Regions from separate parts of the Rattus norvegicus genome. Here region 2 is linked to region 1. Evidence: chromatin contacts called from public Hi-C data. All regions are on one chromosome and are shown on one strand. Each heading gives the region's core, a stretch centred on a gene start, on an enhancer-like site or on the middle of the called end of the contact. The rest is flanking DNA. Distances are from core to core; before and after follow the strand shown.

Region 1 (4,004 bases), core at 808-3,307:
GGCAGAGTTGGGTCTGTGGGTTCTAGTGTGTTCTTAATCTTTTTGGAAGTTTGTGCAGTGACTTCCCCTCTGGGATTGTTTCCTATGCATACCTTCAAGTATGTGTGAATGTGTTTTCTGTGGTCCCTTGATCTTACTGGGCTTCTCTAAGGAGGGTGGCTGGACCATCTGCTACGTGTCTGGGAGCCCCTCTCTAGCTACCACATGTCCCGACATGTGCTTACTCCCAATATTTGCACCCACTCGCATTCACAACTCCCAGGCAAAAAGAAAAAATCAAAAAAACAAAAAAAACGTGCACTGGGGCACCTAGAAAATGGGCAGCCAAGGCTCCGCCTACATTTTGCTTCCTCCTTGGAATTTCCAGCCCTGTGCAGCCAACTGCTCCCTAGCTGCGAAGGGCGGAGTTTCCCGGCTCTATAAGTAGTGGTGCCTTACCGGGGATCCGCACTCCTCCGTACCCTCTGTACAGCGCGCGAATTATGTGCCACTCACGCAACCATCTCCACACCATGACTGGCCTGAGGGCTCCGGCGCCAGCTCCCTCCACCAGCCCGGAACTCCGGCGGGGCTCCGGTCCCGAGATTTTCACCTTCGACCCCCTCCCGGAGCGGGCGGTAGCGTCCGCCGTGCGTCCGAACACTTCTCGCGGGCACCGAAAACGCAGCCGACGGGTGCTCTACCCTCGAGTGGTGAGTATCGCCCGAGTGGGCAGCAAGAGGTCGAGTCGCCCCGGTACCTTTGGGAACAACTAGATGCGGGGACTTTGCTCTGACGTTTCCCTCTTTTCTCTGCTCAGGTCCGGCGCCAGCTACCAACCGAGGAACCCAACATTGCCAAGAGGATCCTCTTTCTCCTGCTCGCCATCATCTTCTGCCAGATTTTGATGGCTGAAGAAGGTGTGTCGCAGGCCCTGGCTCCGGAGGATGCTACCAGCGCCATATCACCTGAGCCCATCTCTGTGCCCATTACTGCGCCTCCTGTCCTCGAGCCTTTGAACCTGACCTCGGAGTCCTCGGACTATGCTCTGGATCTCAAAGCTTTTCTCCAGCAACACCCGGCGGCATTCTAAACGCGATGGGTCACAGTCCGGAAAAAAAACCCAAAGAGGCACCAGGGGTACCTGGTGCGCAAGAACGTATCCCAAACTGGGACTTATAAGGCAACGCTAACTCAGAACACTACCGCCAAGATGCCGGTTCTTGGGGCGAGCCCGAGGCACCGTGGGTCCTGGCTAGGCTCACTGGTGACGGACGGAGGTCTTCTCGGTGTCTAATTAATATTTATGTATTTATGTATATCCTCCTAGGTGAAGGAGGGGTGTATGTAATATTTATTCTAACTTATGCAGGGGTGCGAGATATGCCCCCTTGCTGTGACACAGATATTTATTACGATTTATAGGGTCCGTGAGACAGAGTTGTGGGAGGATTAGTTTAGTCTTGGTCGGGGGGCATAGGTTTAGGGGTAACACTCCATTTTCCAGCACTTCGACTCTGTTGTAAGACTTTGGCAGACCCTTGGGAATACGGTCTGTGGCCTTTGATGTCTTCCTGACTGGAAGTCTTGGGTCCATGGATTGTCAGAGGGCGGCTGTCTGGGGTCGCCTAGTATGTTCTGTGAACACGAATAAACTTGATTGCCTGTCATTATTATCAGCGGTTCTCAAAGTGTATCATTTTAAGGCGGGGGTGGGGAAGTGGCGGGAGGATGTGACAAGGTCCCCTGTCTGTATTCTTTCTTGGGTCCTGAACTCTTTTCTTGGAGTTACAGACCTATATCCGGTCACCGGATGCTGTCATACATTGCTGGGTCTGCGGTTTTCCCAGTTAGAGAGTGGTGTGGCAACCAGCTTACTCACCGCAGGCGGCGGGTATTCAGGAACCCGAGTGGAAGGCGTGGCCTCGGGCGGGGGCGGGGCTACCAGGCCAGTGCTTGGAGCAGGGAGGGGTGTTAATGGGGGGGAACGTCTGGCATCCCCTCTAGGCTGCCGAGAACTGTGCTGCGGACCCGAGCGGGGCCTGCCGGGAAAGGGGCGGGCCGAGGGCTTGGGAGGGGGCGGGGTCGCGTCTGTTGCTGCAACAGGGTGCGGCCGGGTCGGGGGCGCAAGTGCAGTTTCCACTAAGCCGGGTGTTCAAGCAGTCTCCACCCAGTTTTGGGGCTCTGCGGGTCTCCGCGCTTCCCTAGACCCCAGTGGGGTTGCTTACCGGCATTCCGGAAGGTGAGAGGGGATGGGAGGCGGAGCCTGGGGCCGCCGACGAGCCTGGAGGCTGCGGAACTGCTGCAGACCCCTGGGCGCGGGAGAGCTTTGTGTGGCAGAGGGGCTAGGGGGCGCCGTGAGGGGAAGGCAGTGAGAATCTGTTGGCACGGAGGAAGAAGTCCCTGGGGAATCTTAGGACTGTCACAGGGGCGCTCAAGGGACTGGGCGGTGGCAGAGGCAGTTCTCCTGATAGGAGGGGGAAGAGGTGCCACAGGGCCCCTTCCCCTCTGCAAAGGCTTCTTCTCTCTCCCCTCCAGTTGCAGCCTCAACTATGTTTTTCACTTGTGGCCCAAATGAGGCCATGGTGGTCTCCGGTAAGTTTCCTCCCACCCAGTGACCCCCCCCCCCGTTCCCTTTAAACCTGACTTCTGCCCCTTCCTGCCCGCATGAGCTTCCCAGCCCCAACGTTCTGCCCGCGATGGCTACAAACCACCTGTGGTTCCCAGCCAAGGCATCGAATGCTAACCCCCTCAGCATCCAGATTCTTGTTATGGGTGGTCCACCCTTTTCCCCATTGTCTTTTGCTCTGCCACGGTCACATTATGCCCTCACCTTACAGGGTTCTGCAGGAGCCCCCCAGTCATGGTGGCCGGAGGCCGAGTGTTTGTCCTACCCTGCATTCAACAAATCCAAAGGTAGATAGAGCAACAGAACTCTGGGGGGGGGGGGACACCCATTTTCTTCTCTACTCTTTTCTCTTACTGTCTGCTCCATTTTCCCCCTAGGATCTCTCTCAACACACTGACCCTCAATGTCAAGAGTGAGAAGGTTTATACCCGCCACGGGGTCCCCATCTCAGTCACGGGCATTGCCCAGGTGAGGCTCGCAGAGCCTTCCTCCCAAAGCCCACCCCACCTTTCTCCTGGCCATTAAGCACCTCTGACTGTGGACTTCTCAGTTCCATCTTCCTGCTGGTCTCACTTTCAGCCACTGCCCCCAAGACTCCTAGCTCTTCCTCCTCCTCTCCTTGCTTCACCCATCACACCCCTTTCTATCTCTATACGGCTGCAGGTGAAAATCCAGGGGCAAAACAAGGAGATGCTGGCAGCTGCCTGCCAGATGTTCCTGGGGAAGACAGAGGCAGAGATCGCCCACATTGCCCTGGAGACGCTGGAAGGCCACCAGAGGGCAATCATGGCCCACATGACTGTGGAGGTGGGACTGGGGGACAGGAGAAGACCTGGGTGGGGTGTCAGGAGGAGTGGTCCCCAAGGATCATGACAGACCAGCTCACCTGTGGCAGATGATGAATCTGACTCCCCTCTTCCCACCGTTCTTCCTCTATAGGAGATCTATAAGGACAGACAGAAGTTCTCAGAGCAGGTTTTCAAGGTGGCCTCCTCCGACCTGGTCAACATGGGTATCAGTGTGGTTAGCTACACTTTGAAGGACATTCACGATGACCAGGTAAAAATAGTCAGTTGAGGTGGACTTGGTGGCTGGAACCTATAAATCCCAACATGGGTGGGGGTCAGGGCGGGGGCCTAAAGCATGAGGGATCTGGGCTACGTATTGAGTTCCATTCCCGCCTGGGCTACATAATGAATTCCAGGCTAGCTCCAGCTACAGGGTGAGATCCTGTCTCAAAACAAACAGCCTGGTGTGGTGGTGCAGGCCTTTAATCCCAGCACTCAGGAGGCAGAGGCAGGTACTCTATGAGTTGGAGTCTGGTCTACAAGGTAAATACCAAGACAGACTTGTATAATAGACCATATTTCAATAAACAGAACCCATTCAGTGGTAG
Region 2 (3,665 bases), core at 408-2,907, 230 kb before region 1:
TATGGGACTAGAGATCCCCACCCAGTTTCTCCAACTCTCCAACCCCAGGGTAGAAAACCGTCCTGGCTTCTGCTCACGTCTGTAGGTGTACATCAAACTGCACCTCACAGATGTCCTCCAAGGAGCTTGAAGACCTCTTATATATATAGAAGACAAGAGTGTTGGATGCCTATAGTTATCAAGAAAAATTCTGGAATGCTCTTGGTCTGAGGACCAAAAAAAAAAAAAAAGACCTCGGTTACCATGGAAACCATGGCCACAGGTATTTTGCTGTGTGTGTTTGCTTTTATGACAGAGTCTCACTATGTAGCCCTGGCTGGCCTGGAACTTGCTACATAGACCATGCTGGCCTCAAACTCACAGATATTCTCCTGCCTCTGTCTCCAAAGGATTTTTTTTTGCCACTATACTTTAGTAAAATCTATTTTACTGTCTTTATCATTTTTAAAGATTTGTTTTTTTATTTTAAGTGTGTGGATGTTTTACCTTCATGTATGTTTGTGAACCATGGGCGTGTCTGGTGCACTCGGAGGCCAGAAGAAAAAAGGTGTCGGGTCCTCTAGAACTGAAGGCGCAGATGGCTGTGAGATGCCACAGGAGGGTTCTGGGAACTGAACCTGGGGTCCTCTTGAAGAGCAGCCGGTGCTCTGAACTGTTGAGCCATCTCTCCAGTCTTTTGACTACCACTGTGTTTTATTTGAAAGGCCTCGCTGGGAGAGAAATATACCCTTGTGTTGTTAAGCTGTAGGCTAGGCAGGGCAGGCAAGAGGTGACCAAATCCATTGATTAACTGATAATTAAGCTGGAGCTGGGCGAGCCTAGCTGTGAAGGAGGCTGGACGGGAGCCCTGGTGTTCTGACCTTACCTGGATTTGTTTTCACCGCAGCTGGTCATAGAACCACTGACTCAGGTCGTTATTGTGGTAAAGGTCTTCAGAAGCCTTACACTTAAAACAGGCGTCCTGCTGCACGCTTCAGATCTAGACCCTTGGAAGGCAGAGGAGGGAGGATCAGGAATTCAAAATCATCCTTGGCAAGTTCAAGACCAGCACAAGGTACATCCCACCCCATCTCAAAAAACAAACCAAAACAACAACAACAAAAAAAACAACCCCAAAACATACACACACAGAAAACAAAACAGTGCAAAGAGAAAGAAAATAAGAAATCCTGTAGCATGCCAGTGAGGTGGTTCAGTGGGCAAAGGTGTTTTCTGTCAAGCCTGAAGACCCAAGTTCTATCACCAGGACCTCCATTTCTGCAGGAGAGAACCAACTCCTGCAGATAGATTGCCCTATGGTTTCCACGGTGACATACATATGTCTATAAGCACACACACACACACACACACACACACACACACACACGCACACACACACACACCCGCGCGCGCGCGCGCGCGCGCACAATGTTAACTTCTTGGAAAAAAAAGTTACCAAAAAAAAAGAAAAAAAATCCTACAGCCAAGAGGAAACCTCCCTAATCTCTGCCTCTTTGCCGAACGCTCTCCCTCATCCTCCCGGGCTGAAGTTAGTGCTTGTCTCTGATTTAGTGCTCCGTGAGGAACGCGGCGTGAGTAAGCAGCCAAAGGGTGTAACTGTTTTACGTGAGGAAGTGGGGCCCGGGGTTAAGTGACTCACCAAGCCACTTATCACATTTTGTGGGCTATAAAACATAATTATTTTCACATTTAGCGTCTTTCAAATGTGGATATGTCTTAGCACTAGCGTCATGTTCCAGCCAAATTGATTATTTTTTTTCCCTTAGTGGTGCATGTAGGAATGGTGTTATGTAGCTAACGGGGTCTTTATAATCGGTGGGAATTGCTTGGTGTGAGTGGGCGTGCGCTGTGTGGTTGAGAAGGGAGCTGGGGTGTCATAGGGAGCTTGGGGACTTCGATGCAAGCCAATTTCCCCTGAGTTAGTTCTTGAGAATAGATCCACTCTTAGGAGAGATGCTGATCCCTGGGCCACTACCCAGTTATTGCCACTAGGTGGCGCACGAGCACGCTTTGTCTAGGATTTTCAGGCCAACAGTTTGCAGGCCTGCCTCTGTTGCCATGGATACTGTTTCCATAGTTGTTTGACTGTCGTGATGTGTTTCCTTCCATTATTTATTTTTGCGTGCTGAGCATATATTCAGACCATGTCATCCAGGTCAACTTAACCATTTCCCTTCCGTTTTCATCAACCGTGACGCTTCTAGGACCTGCTGCTCTTTAAATTGTTTGCAGCTCTGTGGTGCTGCCACTCATGGGACAGGGAGCAGCAGCAGGCAGTTCAACACCTGGGGTGAATGAATACTAATGGTAACCGGAAAGAACAGGTCCTGGTGACAGGAAACTGCCTGTTCCTTGGTGCAGATGCACCTCCTAGTGGGGTGCTCCATGGACTTTTTAATGGTCCACTTTTTTTTTTTTTTTTTGGTAATTTCTCAAGATTTCTAATACAGTCCATGGGGCTGGAGAGATGGCTCAGTGGTTTAGGACACTTCTTGCTCTTGCAGAGGACTGAGCCTCAATTCCCAGTGCCCACACGGAGGCTCACAACCATTAGTAATTCAAATTCCGTGGGATCCAACACCCTTTTCCTGGCACATGCATACGCTCATAACTGTTGGCAAAACGCTCACACACATAAAATAAGTAAGGAAAAAATAATTTAATATAGTCTATACAGGGGAGTCTAGATTCCACATAGTCGCTGCGTGCACACAAAGTTAAAGATTTTATTAATTTTAAAAGATTTATTATGCGTATGAGTTCTTCACTTACATGTATGTCTGTGTACCACCTGTGTGCCCAGTGCCTGGGGAGACAGGGCTAGAGTTAGAGACGACTATGAGCCATCACTTGGTTGCTGGGAACATAATCTGGGTCCTTTGCAAGAACGACAAGTGTTGAGCCTTCTTTCCAGCCTCCACATAAAGTTTAAACCGAGATAGGAGGAGGGAAGCAACGAGAGGGGAAAAAAATATTAGTGGGTGCTAAGCTACAGTTAGGAAAAGGAAGCCCTTTGAGCTATTATTCAGCAAAGTGACTATATGTGTGTGTGTGTGTGTATTTGTGCATATATTATATACATTTATATGTTATATATAACATATATAAAATACACACAAAACAAACATCATTGCTCTCTAGTATATATTTATGTAAATATAAATATATGTTTATATTTATGTATGTCTTGTTTTTTTTTACTTATTTTGTATGACTGTTTTGCCAGCTTTATGTATATGCAGATGTGTGCACATTGCCCATGGTAGCCAGAAGAGGGCGCTGTATCCTCTGAAACTGGCGTTACAGATGGTCATTGCAGGATATTTGATTATAGTTCATAGAAAACCTAATTGTTAGCAAAATATACAAGCTTAGAAAGATATGAAGAGATAGAGTTTAGAGATAGAGGTATGCCTCTAAAGGCTTGATAAATAAGAATGGAAAGTTCCTGCCTATTTTAAGGCAAATTGCTTGGGAAAATTCTCGCCCACCCTAACAGAGAACCTCTACTGACTTGGCTTGGAGTACTACCCCATGACGGTTACCTGGTCCAGCCTGTCAAGGGTGTCGGGAAGAGCTAGGGACTTCTTTTATAGCAATGGACTTTTGAGAGCTCTCTTGGGGGGTACTCTCTTTGGGGTCTCTGGCGCTTGGCTTGGAAGAGT

Evidence for each region. A called contact is a pair of places that touch in the nucleus more often than the background predicts.
Region 2: a contact with region 1 is called in a Hi-C map of the A7r5 cell line, with 4 times the contacts expected there. The contact joins the enhancer-like site here to the promoter of Flot1 in region 1. A contact is called at or near these places in 2 of 12 Hi-C or Micro-C datasets (the A7r5 cell line and the Rat2 cell line).

What each region holds. Positions count from the first base shown.
Region 1 is chr20:2,930,824-2,934,827 of GRCr8, reverse strand. Flot1 (flotillin 1) reads left to right here and starts at 2,057. Exons shown (of 13, transcript NM_022701.2): 1 at 2,057-2,221; 2 at 2,524-2,574; 3 at 2,820-2,895; 4 at 2,986-3,076; 5 at 3,272-3,415; 6 at 3,548-3,667. The coding sequence starts at 2,532. Ier3 (immediate early response 3) reads left to right here and starts at 451. Exons shown (of 2, transcript NM_212505.2): 1 at 451-692; 2 at 800-1,655. The coding sequence starts at 483. The coding sequence ends at 1,072.
Region 2 is chr20:3,157,138-3,160,802 of GRCr8, reverse strand. LOC120098824 (a long non-coding RNA gene) reads right to left here. Exons shown (of 3, transcript XR_010060968.1): 2 at 866-986. Among named protein-coding and RNA genes, the nearest start is that of C20h6orf15, 20 kb to the left of the region's middle. Within about 2 kb of position 1,657, at least 7 of the 93 cell types and tissues checked have an H3K27ac peak or open chromatin away from gene starts, as enhancers often do. A contact at or near this core is called in the A7r5 cell line, where this site is marked.